Regions from separate parts of the Mus musculus genome. Here regions 1, 3, 4 and 5 are each linked to region 2. Evidence: chromatin contacts called from public HiChIP or PLAC-seq and promoter capture Hi-C data. All regions are on one chromosome and are shown on one strand. The core of a region is the stretch at or near the end of the contact, and the rest is flanking DNA. Distances in the headings are between cores, read along the strand shown. Region 1 holds the start of Med16 (mediator complex subunit 16). Region 2 holds the start of Cactin (cactin, spliceosome C complex subunit). Region 3 holds the start of Atp5d (ATP synthase, H+ transporting, mitochondrial F1 complex, delta subunit). Region 4 holds the start of Bsg (basigin). Region 5 holds the start of Gpx4 (glutathione peroxidase 4).

What was found. Promoter capture Hi-C pulls out the DNA fragments that hold promoters and counts their contacts. HiChIP or PLAC-seq counts read pairs in DNA pulled down with a chosen protein or histone mark.
Region 1: a contact with region 2 is called in a promoter capture Hi-C map of liver, with 6 times the contacts expected there. The contact joins the promoter of Med16 here to the promoter of Cactin in region 2. A contact is called at or near these places in 6 of 39 promoter capture datasets (the C10 cell line, cranial neural crest, hippocampal neurons and 2 more), 1 of 115 datasets of contacts at active chromatin or transcription factors (pancreatic cancer cells) and 2 of 9 other capture datasets (adipose tissue and macrophages).
Region 3: a contact with region 2 is called in a promoter capture Hi-C map of hippocampal neurons, with 3 times the contacts expected there. The contact joins the promoter of Atp5d here to the promoter of Cactin in region 2. A contact is called at or near these places in 4 of 39 promoter capture datasets (embryonic stem cells, hippocampal neurons and liver), 1 of 484 Hi-C or Micro-C datasets (B cells), 4 of 115 datasets of contacts at active chromatin or transcription factors (astrocytes, cardiomyocytes, kidney and 1 more) and 1 of 9 other capture datasets (liver).
Region 4: a contact with region 2 is called in a FOXA1 HiChIP or PLAC-seq map of pancreatic cancer cells. The contact joins the promoter of Bsg here to the promoter of Cactin in region 2. A contact is called at or near these places in 2 of 39 promoter capture datasets (cranial neural crest and second pharyngeal arch cranial neural crest) and 1 of 115 datasets of contacts at active chromatin or transcription factors (pancreatic cancer cells).
Region 5: a contact with region 2 is called in a promoter capture Hi-C map of liver, with 6 times the contacts expected there. The contact joins the promoter of Gpx4 here to the promoter of Cactin in region 2. A contact is called at or near these places in 2 of 39 promoter capture datasets (cranial neural crest and liver), 1 of 484 Hi-C or Micro-C datasets (B cells), 1 of 115 datasets of contacts at active chromatin or transcription factors (pancreatic cancer cells) and 1 of 9 other capture datasets (liver).

The regions. Positions count from the first base shown.
Region 1 is chr10:79,907,651-79,910,350 of GRCm38.p6, forward strand. It overlaps Med16 (mediator complex subunit 16), which reads right to left and starts at 1,288. Exons shown (of 15, transcript NM_198107.2): 1 at 1,168-1,288; 2 at 1-6. The coding sequence starts at 1,245. R3hdm4 (R3H domain containing 4) reads right to left here. Exons shown (of 8, transcript NM_177994.5): 8 at 2,402-2,700. It overlaps Gm24019 (a small nuclear RNA gene), which reads left to right and starts at 1,545; the gene lies at 1,545-1,651.
Region 2 is chr10:81,319,826-81,322,525 of GRCm38.p6, forward strand. Cactin (cactin, spliceosome C complex subunit) reads left to right here and starts at 1,278. Exons shown (of 9, transcript NM_027381.2): 1 at 1,278-1,621; 2 at 2,613-2,700. The coding sequence starts at 1,386. Pip5k1c (phosphatidylinositol-4-phosphate 5-kinase, type 1 gamma) reads left to right here. Exons shown (of 18, transcript NM_008844.3): 18 at 1-149.
Region 3 is chr10:80,140,865-80,143,564 of GRCm38.p6, forward strand. Atp5d (ATP synthase, H+ transporting, mitochondrial F1 complex, delta subunit) reads left to right here and starts at 1,451. Exons shown (of 4, transcript NM_025313.2): 1 at 1,451-1,742. The coding sequence starts at 1,602.
Region 4 is chr10:79,702,963-79,705,662 of GRCm38.p6, forward strand. Bsg (basigin) reads left to right here and starts at 1,396. Exons shown (of 8, transcript NM_009768.2): 1 at 1,396-1,622. The coding sequence starts at 1,556. Gm25794 (a small nuclear RNA gene) reads right to left here and starts at 628; the gene lies at 522-628.
Region 5 is chr10:80,052,302-80,055,001 of GRCm38.p6, forward strand. It overlaps Gpx4 (glutathione peroxidase 4), which reads left to right and starts at 1,264. Exons shown (of 7, transcript NM_008162.4): 1 at 1,264-1,414; 2 at 2,213-2,307; 3 at 2,399-2,543; 4 at 2,667-2,700. The coding sequence starts at 1,331.

The DNA of each region.
Region 1 (2,700 bases), core at 38-2,537, 1.4 Mb before region 2:
TGGCTCCTGGGGAAAAGGGAGGCAGTGCTCTATAGCAGCTCCCAGCTAAAGGGTGTCTAGAATGTTCTCCAGCGAGAGCCCTGCTATAAAATCCATGATGCCCCGCCTGGGGTCACTCCTCCCTAGGCAACCCAGATCAGCCTGAGCTCAGCCTACAAACGCTAAGCACCCTCCACACACACAACCGGGCCCACCCCTACCACTTCAGTCTGGGCCTCAGTCTACACTCTAGTTCAGTCTCCAAGCCTTGCCTGGGACCTAGTAGCTTAGACCCCGCAGCAGCCCATGCCACACAATACTCTCAACAAGTTAACATCCAAGGCTCAAATTCTGAGCCTTTTTTTGTTTTTTTTTTTTTGAGACAGGGTTTCTCTGTGTAGCCCTGGCTCTCCTGGAACTCACTCTGTAGACCAGGCTGGCCTCGAACTCTGAAATCCGCCTGCCTCTGCCTCCCAAGTGCTGGGATTAAAGGCGTGCGCCTGGCAAAAAGCCTGAGTCTTTTTTTTTTTCTTTTTGGTTTTTCGAGACAGGGTTTCTCTGTATAGCTCTGGCTGTCCTGGAACTCACGTTGTAGACCAGGCTGGCCTCGAACTCAGAAATCCGCAGCCTCTGCCTCCCAAATGCTGGGATTAAAGGCGTGAACCACCACACCCGGCTAAATCCTGAGTCTTAACACACACACCTCCACCACCTCCCGCCCAAGCTCGTTAAGCTCCACCCACATTGTCTAATCACCCTAGGCTCCGCCTCCAAACCAAACTGGTAAATTCAGCCTCAGTTTCTGCTCAGCTTGTGACTACTAGGTCACCTCTCTGCATCGATCTCAGATCTTTAGCACCCCCAACCCCGGCCCACCTTAGACTCCGCTCCCTAGGCCACATCCCTCTCTATCAGTCTTATTTCTTCAGACTCTGCCCCTCCATCCAACTTCTGAACTCAGGCCACGCCCCTCCCAGGGAGGCTCAGCCCCTCGGACCACGCCCCCTCCTCAACCCCGTCGCCTTAGGCTCCCCCTATTCACATCCCTCCCACAACGGCCTCTACCCAGCAAGCTTTGTTCCCAGGCCCGCCCTCTGACCCCGCAAGCCCCGCCCCTCGGCCTTCCGCTCGCGGTTTTAGCCTGAAACGCACCAGCCACGAGTCCCGTACCCCGCACGCCGTACTAACCTGTCCGCCCCGGGCGCCCAGTCGGCCCGGCGGCCGCGGTCCACACTCGCCCCAACGCCCGGGATCCGACGCCGCCATCTCTAGGCCCGCGCCGGCCCCCTCGCACAGACTTGTGGGAGAAGCTCGGCTACTCCCCTGCCCCGGTTAATTTGCATATAATATTTCCTAGTAACTATAGAGGCTTAATGTGCGATAAAAGACAGATAATCTGTTCTTTTTAATACTAGCTACATTTTACATGATAGGCTTGGATTTCTATAAGAGATACAAATACTAAATTATTATTTTAAAAAACAGCACAAAAGGAAACTCACCCTAACTGTAAAGTAATTGTGTGTTTTGAGACTATAAATATCCCTTGGAGAAAAGCCTTGTTTGTGCTCGCTTCGGCAGCACATATACTAAAATTGGAACGATACAGAGAAGATTAGCATGGCCCCTGCGCAAGGATGACACGCAAATTCGTGAAGCGTTCCATATTTTGTTCCTCAGAGGAACTGACAAGCACCCTAACATCCTATTGGAGGCTCACTCACGTTTTTTCTATTTTGTTTCTTGACAGCAGAGCTCGTTGCTCACTGTATAGCTCAGGTTGGCCTGACACTGATGAGGTTCTCCAGTGACTGCCTCTACCTACCTACTGGGATGACAGAGGTGTACCACCAAGCCACGGGCTCCTGTGTGAGTGTGTGTGTGTGTGTATAAGTGTGCCTTCCACAGTGCACGTAAGAGGACAAGGAGTTGGTTCTTGCTCTCAGATCATCAAGCTTGGCGGCAAGCACCTTAACGTGCTTAACCATTTTGCTGGCCCTCAAGTGACTGTTGTTTGAGGCAGGGTCTCACTGTATGGCCCTGGCTATGTAGACTAGCTGGCCTTGAACTCACAGAGATCCATCAGCCTCTGGCTCCTGAGTGCTAGGATTCAGAGGTGTCCAACAATGAGACCTGTCTACCACATGGCCCAGGCTGGCCTCAAAATCACTTGTCACTGGTCACCATGTGGTTTAAATGGTGCTGGGGATGGAACCCAGGGCTTTGAGCATGCTAACCAATTGCTTTCCCCATCGAACCCCAACCTGGCACCTCATCTTTAAGCATTTTACATGTTGTAAAATGAACTAATGTTATAGAGACTTTGAGGTTCCCCCGTGTCCAGCTTGCTAGCTCGTGCCCTCAGTGATCTCCCAGTCTCACCCACCCCCACCAAACCTAAAGACAAACACGGGGACAGGACTCGAGCACCAAGGCTTTATTAAAATCGTCCCTTTCCCCCAAGCTCAAAGAATCACACAGAAGGGGAAGGGAAGGAGGGCCAGGCCTGCTGAACATATAAGACCTCTGCAGTGACCACAGCTATGCTGAGCAGCAGAGGGGACAGGGGAGGGGACAGGGAACACAAGGTCAGAGGCTTCTGGCTGGAAGTCCTGGACCCCTGGCATAAGGAGAGGGGAGAAGGAGGAGGAGAGGACAGTCTGAAAGGCAGGCAGGGCCTAGGGAGCTGGGGACAAGATACACACATCACCAAAAAAAAAA
Region 2 (2,700 bases), core at 28-2,527:
TTTGACAATCCAAGCACAGTGTCCTCTTGGCACCAACCAGAGGGGCCTGTCCCTCCAGCGCAGCCGGCAAATGTATGCAGTCCAGGTCCCCGCCCCACCTGTCACAGCCCCTCTTTTTGAGATCTGTAATAAATCTCTAATAAGAAACAGCTCCTCTCCGGTGACTTATGCGTGCGTGCGATGGGAGAGCAGGCGAAGGGTGGGCACCACGTGTTTTGTCTCCCCCGCTCTAAACCCTCCCTGGATCCCACATGATGAATCCCAATTCGCAGATGACTTCCTTTCTCCAAGCCTAAACTTCCCTATCCATAGATTAGCCACAAGTTGAGCGCAGTACGCAAGCTGGCGGGCGTAGTAGTACTCAGACTCGTCCTGGAGTCAGCCAGAGACTGTCTGTTCATGTCCTGTTGTTTTATTAGCTCGGAACCGGTTGCTACAAGGCTACCCTAGAAACCGAGGACTCCCGCGAGCGCTTGGGTCTCCGGGTTTCAATTTTTAGAAGTACACCGGGCCCTGCAGGTTTAAGTTCCGCCCACTCTAGCCACGCCCCTTTGACGTCCTTTTCCAAGCCCAGCAAGACCCCTAAGCGCAGTTTCTGGGTTCATTGGCCCCGCCCTCAGATCCAATGTGTCCATCTCGCCCCCAAGGTCCCGCCCACCGCCGCTCTACTTCCTCCCACTCCTCAGTCGGCCACTCTCGACTACATATCCTGCCCGTACCCATTCACAGTTCGTAGTTACAGATGTCAATCTTGCCTCAATCAGCCCCTCTTCCACCCTCTCAAATCCTGATATGCACTCCTCCGCCCATTGGTCTACGCCTGTCAATCTAGTTTACCAGACCCCGCCCACCCCGGCTCCCGTAACCGCCATTCTTGCGTTCCTTCTCAGGCCACGCCCAGCGCAGGTCCCCGGCCGGGTCTCCCGATCTACAGTTGTCGATCTCCGTAAGCCCCGCCTAACCCAGCCCTATTCTTTCCCCATAAGCTCCTCTACTAGGCTCCGCCCCTAGGGCACTGCCCATGCAAGTGCAGGCTCCGCCCACTAGGCGCCTCTTCCGCCCTGGAACAACCGCCTCGTAGCTCCGCCTCCCTAAGCACGCTACTCGCCGGTCACCTAGGGCGCGAGGGAGGGCCCACCTAGGTCAGTCTCCTTCACTGCATGAATGGAGCGTCAATCCGCTAGTTCTAACGGCGTCCCGTTAGGAATCTACTATGTGTTCCCAGCTTGAGAACTCCGGAGAAATCTCGGGTTATGTTGTCCCTGGAGTCCCGGTTAGAGGGAGTAAGTCATTCCCTGTGATCAGGCGCACTTTGGACAGTCCTTAGAGCGCCGCGCCAAAGGAAAGCCCCCGGCGCCAAGCTTCCTGGTTGTTTACGCGCGCGCATGCGCGGCGCGGGCCGCCAAATGGGTCGGGACTCTCGCTCGCGCTCACGGTCTGTGGGTCGCAGGGGTCGGAAGCAGCGGAGTCGAAGCCGGGGCCGGAGCCGCAGCCGGAGTCGGAGTCGGAGTCGGAGTCGGAGTCGGAGCCGGAGCCGGAGCCGGAGCCATGGGCGGAGCAGCCGAAGGCGACGGGAACACGAGCGGCGGCGCGAACGCAAGCGGCGCAGCCGAGGGCGCAGGTGAGCGTCCTGGGGGCTGCTCGGGCCTGGGAGCCGAGGGACAGGCGGGGCAGTATCCGAGATGCCGGGCTGCGCCGGGGCAAAGGAGACTTCCGGGGACCGCGGGCCATGAGCATAGGGGACCGAATGACTCCACTCGCCACCTCTGCATTCATAGACATTGTCTTGTCCCGGGCTGGCCTCCTGCGTCAGCCTCTGGAATGCTCGGGATTACAAGCCATTGCCTCACAGTTAAGGTTTTTTGCATTTCCTCATAGTTAATTCTGCTCAGTTGACAGCCCTTCTTCTCAACTGGCAGTACTTCTAACAAGTTGACCAAAGCCTAATCAGGACACCGTTCATACAGCACTGGAGATACAAGCCCGAACAGCCACATCTATCTTTTACTGTGGGTACTGGGGATTCGAACTCATGTCCTCAAAATACTACCTGGTGGTATTCCTCTTTCGTGGTTCCTGGGCTGTCAGAGAGTCCATCTATTGGGCCTCTCGTCTGTCATTTCTCATCCCTTCTACCTGTCATCTCAGCAGGACTTGACGGCACTGTACACACCAGTAACCCCAACACTTAGGAGACAGATAAGAACCAGCCTGGCTGTAGAGGGAGTTCCCACCTGATAGCATTGTAGATGTCATATTTAAAATAAAACAAGCACTCAGAAAGCAGAGACAGGAGGGTCTCTGAGTTCCAGGACAGCCAGGGCTACACAGAGAAGCCAGCCCTGTCTCGAAAAAAATCAAAAATTAAAAGAAAATAAAAACTACATAAAAAAGAACTACTCCCTCACTTTTAACCTTCATTTCTCTTGCTGTATTGTCTGTTATGGCCCTGGGACTTGTGTAGCTCTACTATGAAGGACAGCCTAGCTCATGTGGGGAGCAATGTGATTTACAGGCCGGTGAGGCTAGAATTCTAGGCAAGTACCTCAGCACCTAGGATGGTGCCCAGCAGCAGCCAGCATTGAACAGGTCTTGATGTGTCCTTCCCACAGGTCAGATTCGGAAGGAGAGCAGCGGCAGAAGTCTAGGAGGCGAAGCCAGAGCCTTCGACCACCCCGATGGCACTCACAGAACCAGTCC
Region 3 (2,700 bases), core at 201-2,700, 1.2 Mb before region 2:
TCTAGCGTTGAGTTCTTACTTCATGGAGCATTTGAGTAGATATGGGATCCTGGGACGGGTATGGGTGTGTGTGTGTGTGTGTGTGTGTGTGTGTGTGTGTGTGTGTGTGTGCGCGCGCGCGTGTGTATCTGTTTAAGAGCTGGAGTAGGGAAGGGAATGGGGTTTCTAGCTGCCCACTGCCCAGGGAAACTGTCCAGATTATAGAGACTGGGAACTAGGTGTCTCTCATAGAGATTGATTAAGGCCAGGACTGCTGGCTTTTGAGCAGGTCTGCGTGCCAGAGTCTCTAGTTAGTAGAATAAGTTTGTAGTCTAGCTTGTAGTCTTGCATCTGCCAGGCTCTGGTTCAAGGGTGACCACGACCCTCTAGCTGCCAGCTGCTCCTCTAAGATCCAACAAAGCTAATGGCTTTCCTTCTGTTTGCCCCATCAAGCCTATGCCTGCATTTTCTGTGAACCTACGTGGTGGGGCATGGGGACCAAGAGCTGAGCGGAGGCCGGAACCTGCGTGAGTGCGGGGGCAGGGTGATGACGTCATGACCGAGAGCGAGGCTGCGCGGACAAGACTGGCGTCAGTGGGGCCCCTTGGCCGCCTGCGCACGGGCTCCTGCGTCAGTGGCACGCAGGGGCGGAGGCCCGCAGGGAGGGGACTGCGGAGAAGAGCGAGTACATCTCCAGGTTTCGCGCGCCCTCTGCCGCCATCCGGTGCACTTCTTTCCTGGCACGACCTCTCCCCAGCACGCACCGCAGCGGGCATCATGAAATTTAATTATTTATTTAGCAGCTTCTCATGATGTAGTCCTGGTTGGTCTCAAACTCATGGAGCCCCGCTTGAGTCTTCCTCCGGGGAGTTGGGATTAACTGCGCCTGGCATATGCATATATATATATGTGTGTGTGTGTGTGTGTGTGTGTGTGTGTGTGTGTGTGTTTCGAGATAGGATTTTTCTGTATAATCCTGGCTGTTGGCTGTCCTGGAACTCACTCTGTAGACCAGGCTGGTCTCAAACTCAGAAAGCCGCCTGCCTCTGCCTCCCAAGTGCTGGGAATAAAGGCACGCGCCACCACTGCCCATCTATATTTGATGCACTTTTGGAAATAGGTTGTTCCGAGTGCGGGGATTGCAAGAGTGTGTCACCGCACTCTACATTTTAATTCTTCTGTTCCAACACGTTACAGGTTTGCTTCTTCTGGGCCTCGAATGCTTGGCACCTGATATCAAGCCCATATCATTTCCGCGCAAACATTCCCCTCCTGAGGGAATATGTTCGTTTGCAGAAAGAACCGCATCCCAAGAACCCAGAGTCGTTTGCTGTTAGAAGGCGAAGAAAACTACAATTCCCAGAATGACCCACCCGGCATAGGAGGATCCCACTTCTAGGCATCACTGCAAGGGGTGGGGCCAAGGGAAAGTATACCTCCCAGAATGCTCAGCGCGTACTGCATCGCGCAGCCTTCGGAGAATCCTGTGCGCGTGCGTTCTTGTGGGAACTGCGCCTCCCAGAAGGCACCGCGCGTCGTCCTTCTCCCTCCCTGAAGGCCGCCTCGCTTGCCCAGTGTGTCGGCCGCCCGCGAAGCTAGAGTCCACTGACTTTTCCGCCACCATGTTGCCCGCCTCACTGCTTCGTCACCCGGGCCTGCGCCGCCTGATGCTTCAGGCGCGTACATACGCCGAGGCCGCCGCTGCACCTGCCCCCGCCGCCGGGCCCGGACAGATGTCCTTCACCTTTGCCTCCCCGACGCAGGTACGAACTCACATCCCCCAGACTCGTCAAGCCCCTGATCTGACCCGTGGAAGAGGTTCTCTTGTATTAGGTCATTTGTTTCATCCCCATGGGGCCCTGTGAACCTCCCCCCACCCCAGACCTCACCCCTGGATGGGGTCACCTGGACCCAGGGCTCGACCTCAGTGTTCACTGAAACTTCATGCTCCACCCCTAAGGGCGTCACCTGGACATAAGACTCCACCCTCTGGGAGGTGGATCACCTATATCTGGAACCCAGATTTTGCCTTCACAAACCCTTCTGTTTTGGGGTGTTCTAGGCTCTACACCTTGGTGGTGGTCACTCAGGCCCTGTCCTTGGGTGTTGTACCCGAGATTGATATGAACCCCAGGCTCTACTCAAGGCTTAGGTGGTGTCACTTGGAGCTAGGATGAACAATGGAGCACAGAGCAATGCCTTTGGGTTTTACATGGCTCACAGTTTCTACCCGTGGGGGATTCCCCAAGTCCCCAAGCTGTTGCCCAGATAGGGGTCACCAGTACCCAGACCTGGAGCTCTTGGAAATTGCCTGGACCCAGATCCTGAAGGAGATTTGGACTCAGAACAGAAGCCTGGCCACTGTTGGGGTCACCTGGGATTGACCGAAGCTCCTCATCCTGTTGGGTTTGCCTGGACCAAATATCCTTTTTTTTTTTTTTCTTTAAAGATTTACTTATTTATTGTATGTAAGTAAACTGTTTGTTTTCAGACAAACCAGAAGAGGGCATCAGTTCTCATTATGGGTGGTTGTGAGCCACCATGTGGTTGCTGAGATTTGAACTCAGGACCTTCGGAAGTGCTCTTACCCACTGAGCCATCTCTCCAGCCCTGGACCTAATATCCTTAATTGGATAGACCTTAGCCAAGGTTTTACCAACTTACAGCCATGCTATTTGTAAGCCTGGGTTGGTTTTACACTTTTGACTACCTCATAGCAAC
Region 4 (2,700 bases), core at 146-2,645, 1.6 Mb before region 2:
TACAGAGTGAGTTCTAGGACAGCCAGGGCTACACAGAGAAACTCTGTCTGGAAAACACACACACACACACACACACACACACACACACACACACACTCACACACACACACACACACACAAATTATTTTATTTATGTGAGTACACTGTTGCTCTCTTCAGACACACCAGAACCTCATCTGTAATGGGCGTCAGATCCCATTACAGATGGCTGTGAGCCACCATGTGGTTGCTGGGAACTGAACTCAGGACCTCTGGAAGAGCAGTCGGTGCTCTTAGTCACTGAGTCATCTCTCTAGCACCCAAATAAATACTTTTTTTTTTTAAAGATTTATTTATTTATTATATGTAAGTACACTGTAGCTGTCTTCAGACACACCAGAAGAGGGCATCAGATCTCGTTACGGATGGTTGTGAGCCACCATGTGGTTGCTGGGATTTGAACTCCAGACCTTTGGAAGAGCAGTTGGGTGCTCTTACCCACTGAGCCATCTCACCAGCCCCTTTTTTTTTTTTTTTTTTTTTTTAATATTAAAGGCTTCACGAATTTTCGTGTCATCCTTGCGCAGGGGCCATGCTAATCTTCTCTGTATCGTTCCAATTTTAGTATATGTGCTGCCGAAGCGAGCACAAATAAATACATTTTTGAGATAGGACCTTACAACTTAGTCTAGAACTGGCTACGTAGCTAGAGCCCAAGCTGTCCTCAAAACTCAGATGCCTGCCTCGCCTCTGCCTCCCGATGTTGGGGTTAGAAGCCTGCGCCACAGTGCACGACCTTCAAATATAATTTGTTTTTGATTGGTTTGGTTTTATTCGGTTTTGGTTTTTTGATACAGGGTTTCTCTTGCAGCTCTGGCTGTCCTGGTGGTACACACTCTATAGATTAGGCTGTCCACCTGCTTTGTGTCTCCCGAGTGCTGGGATATAAAAGGCATGTGCCACCACCAACAGGCTGAAATGTAAGGGTTTTTTTGTTTTGGTTTGTTTGTTTGTTTGTTTGTTTGTTTGTTTGTTTGTTTTTGAAAAGGACAGCCGAGCATCGTGGGTCAGGCATTTACCCCAGCACTCCATCCAAAGGCAGAGGCAGGTGGATGTTTGAGTTCGAGGTCAGCTTGGTCTACAGAGTAAGTTTCAAGACAGCCAGGGCTACACAGAGAAACCCTGTCTCAAAAAGAGACAGAGGAGAGAGAGGGGGTAGAGAAGAGCGGGGATAGGGGAGAAAGGAGAGGGGAGGGGAAAGATTGGGGGTAAGGGAGGGGGGGAGAGAGGGAGAGCACGAGCGAGGCGAGAGCGCGCGCGCGCGAGCTCAAGGGCAGTCCAGGCTCCAGGCCCCACCCCCTCGAGGGTGTGGCCTGTGTGGTCACGTGCCAACGCTTCTCCACCCGCTCCGCTCCTGTAGCGCGAGCGGGAGCGGCGGACGCTGGGTACGTGCCTACTCCCTGTGTGCCTGGCGCCCCGCCCTGCGACGCCGCGTGCGTGCGTACGTGCGTGCCTGCGTGCGCGCGCCCCGCCCTTCTTATAGAGCCGCAGTGGGGCAGCTCCTGGACGAGGCGACATGGCGGCGGCGCTGCTGCTGGCGCTGGCCTTCACGCTCTTGAGCGGCCAAGGCGCCTGCGCGGCGGGTAAGAGCGGGGTGCTGGGACCGGGCTGGGGTCACGGACTTAAGGTGAGCCTCCGATTTCGGGGACTCGGTGGTTCCCTACTCGGGCTCGAGGCTTGGAGATTGTGGAGGAGTAACAGTGGCTGTGGGTGACCCTCGAGTTGAACCTAGCCTCGACTGGGCATCGAGGTGGAGGGGAGTGATCTTAGAGATGAGGCCCTGGAGAGACAAATCAAAGGTTAGGACTCTGGGGGAGACGTCCTAAGGTTGTGGGAACCGGAGGTGGAAGGAGCCGCCACCTTGTGGTGGTCCCCACCAGGACATGGGCTGGAAGGTAATTTGGATGGATTTGGATTACAGAAGTGAATGGGATGACCCCAGATTTTGGTCAGCTGGAGATGGAAGGAGCCGCTTCCCTAACTGTCCCAGCTCCCGGAATAGGGCTGGGACGTGACCCTGAAGGTTTGGGGATACAACAATGACTATAATTGGCTTAGGTTTTGGGGAGTTAGGGAAGGTGTGGGAAGAGGTGACCCTGACGCTGGAAGACAGTAAGGCTCTGGGGCAACATCTCCAACGTGAGTGAGGGCGTCCGTGGCCAGGGAGCTGTCTGGACCATCTTGGTGTCTCCACCTGCGTACCAGGGCTGGAACGGAACCCTAGTAATTTACCTCCTCCTGGTGTTGGGGCCTGGGAGAGTGAAGATAAAAGAAGTCAGCACGTTGAGGGTTCCACACCTGAGAGACAGGGCTGGAAAGTAACCATGGGCCAGAGGGACATCTGGCAGGACATCTGAGAGAGGTTTGTGGGACCTGGGGTGAGGGACAGCAGTGTTGCAGGTGGCTTCCTCCAGGATTGGAGAGATCTGGGGACTAAAGAAGCTGCCACCTTGGGGAGATCCCAAATTTGGAAGACCTGGGAGTCGAAGGAACTGCAGTCTTGGTGTCCCCACTCAGGGAACAGAGTGAGGGTCACAGTCCCTAATTTAGGAGGGCATGGAGTTAGAGAGGTCTGTTACTTTAGTGTTACCATCTGGGCAAGGGGAGGATGCGAAATAGACTTTCCTACAAAGGCTGTCTCCAAGGTTTGGGGTCACTAGG
Region 5 (2,700 bases), core at 14-2,513, 1.3 Mb before region 2:
GTGAAGTTGCAGGAGGAACTGTTGGGCCTTCAGCTTCTCACTTAGGCCCCTAAGACCTGTGGCTTCTTTGATGTAGGCAGGGACCTCTGAGGACAATAGTAACTATTTATATGTCTCTTGCCACCTTGCTTTCCTGACACAGGGTTCACTGTAGCCTTGGCTGACCTGGAACTTGCTTACCAGACCAGGCTGCCCTCTAGGCTCCAAGGGCTGGGGCTAAGAGTGTGACCACTAGGCCCATCTCCATCTTGGTTTTGAGGCAGGTTCTCTCTCTGACCACGAGTACTTGGGTGACCTGACTTAGCTGCAGGGATGCTCCAGCCTCGGAATCGCAGGTTCTGGAATTACAAGAGCATCCTTGTGCACCAGATTGCGTGGGTGCTTCGATTGGGACATAGTCCTGTGTTTTCATGGCAATGGCTTTCTCACCAAGCCCTCTTATCACCCCCTCAAATCAACTTCACAGGAATCAATATCTACAGGTGACAAGATAGGGCCTGGTGTCATTGACCTATCTATCACCCTAGTACCTAGGAGTCTAAGGCAGGATTGCTGAGTTCTAAGACCGGCTGAACTGTAAAATTGGGGGTCGAGGGGGGGGGGAGAAGCTACATCTGGGGTTCGGGACTCAATGGGTTGAGAGCCCTCACTTGCATGCTGCAGGTTCTGGGTTCCATCCCTACACCTCATGGCAGCACACTTTTGCCATTCCATAGTTTAGGTTAGCCTGAGCTACAGGAGGCAACCTCTGATAAAGAAAATAGAAATGGAAGGGATGTGGGGATTGGCCGACACCGAGATCCCAGCACTCAGTAGGCTGAGGCTGGCGGTCCAGGGGTTCAAGGTCATCCTCTGCTATATAAACAGTCCAAGGCTAGCCTGGGTTACATGAGATTCTGTTTCCAGTAGAAAAAGGAGACTCCTGTACTTTCAAAGGGGCTCTTTAAGGGGATGACTTTGACACGCTTTCTATTCCCAGAGGTTCCCCAAAGCGCCCTGGCACCCTGCTCCGCTGCAGGCAACCTCGCGGATAACTGTCCACAGCCCTCCAACGCGTCGTCCGCGAGAACGCGGCTCCCGTTTCTCCCGCGTCCCTATCACTGGGCATGCGCAGTTGCTGATAACAACAAACTCGTAAGCCCAGCCCCGCCCAAGCCGTCCCTTCATTCAGGCTTCCCATTGGCTGCAGGGGCCTCGCGTCTTAGCGCAGGCGCATCTGACCAATAAGAGACGTCAGTGGGCGTGCCCGAGGGCGGGCAAGCCATACTCGGCCTCGCGCGTCCATTGGTCGGCTGCGTGAGGGGAGGAGCCGCTGGCTCCGGCCGCCGAGATGAGCTGGGGCCGTCTGAGCCGCTTACTTAAGCCAGCACTGCTGTGCGGGGCTCTGGCTGCGCCTGGTCTGGCAGGCACCATGGTGGGCTACTGGGAACTTGGAGGATCGCGGGTGGGGGCGGGGTTCGGAGTCGGGTCACCGTATCCAGGGTGGAGATCAGGGGTCGTGGGATCGGTTAGCTAGAGAAGGGGGCACCCAGGTGGGAAAGCGGAGCCTGATAGGCATCTCCGGGGTTGAACAAGGCTAGGCCTCGGCGCGGGAGGTCCTTGGGCGGTGAGAACCGGTGTCGGGGTCACCATAGCGGGCTCTGACCTGGTCACGCGCCCTGCCCGGCCTGGTGCGTCACAGTCGGCGGCGCCTTGGCTACCGGCTCTTTGTCCCCGCGCTGTGCTTGGGACGCACAGACCGGCGGGCATGGGCCGCGCGGCCGCCCGCAAGCGGGGACGCTGCAGACAGCGCGGCGGATCCCCGAGAGGCCGGCGACGCCGTGGACCTGGACGCCAAAGTCCTAGGAAACGCCCGGGCCCTCGGCGAAGGAAAGCGCGCGCGCGCCGCCGCAGGAGGGCGCGCCCTCGCCGGATGGAGCCCATTCCTGAACCTTTCAACCCGGGGCCTCTGCTGCAAGAGCCTCCCCAGTACTGCAACAGCTCCGAGTTCCTGGGCTTGGTGTGCGGCCAGGGATACCCCTGCCGTCCTCTTCCCTGGTAGCATATTCTAGGGGTGTCCACAGATCTTATCAGGACGACCTGAAAGGGGCGTACTTAATGGAAGGAACCTTGAGACTCCTCCACCTAGTGCCCCAGGACTTTCTTTCTTTGGCACCGGATTCTTCTCCCCTAGGGGACCTGGGTTAGGACACTCAGTTTTCCTGTTTTACAGTGTGCATCCCGCGATGATTGGCGCTGTGCGCGCTCCATGCACGAATTCTCAGCCAAGGACATCGACGGGCACATGGTCTGCCTGGATAAGTACAGGTGGGTTTCTAGTCATATGGGCGGTGTGCATGGCTGGTCTGAAAATGGGGATTTCCTGACTGGCTTCATTCCCACTCTTTCTCTCTCCCAGGGGTTTCGTGTGCATCGTCACCAACGTGGCCTCGCAATGAGGCAAAACTGACGTAAACTACACTCAGCTAGTCGATCTGCATGCCCGATATGCTGAGTGTGGTTTACGAATCCTGGCCTTCCCCTGCAACCAGTTTGGGAGGCAGGTGTGTGGCTGTTCCCCAGGCAATGCCCCTCATACGGGGTGGGGGTGGGGGGCTGTGTCAGTGTGTGTGTGTGTCTCAGTGTACAGTGTAGTGTATCTTCCAAGTAAATGTTGCTTCCTGCAGGAGCCAGGAAGTAATCAAGAAATCAAGGAGTTTG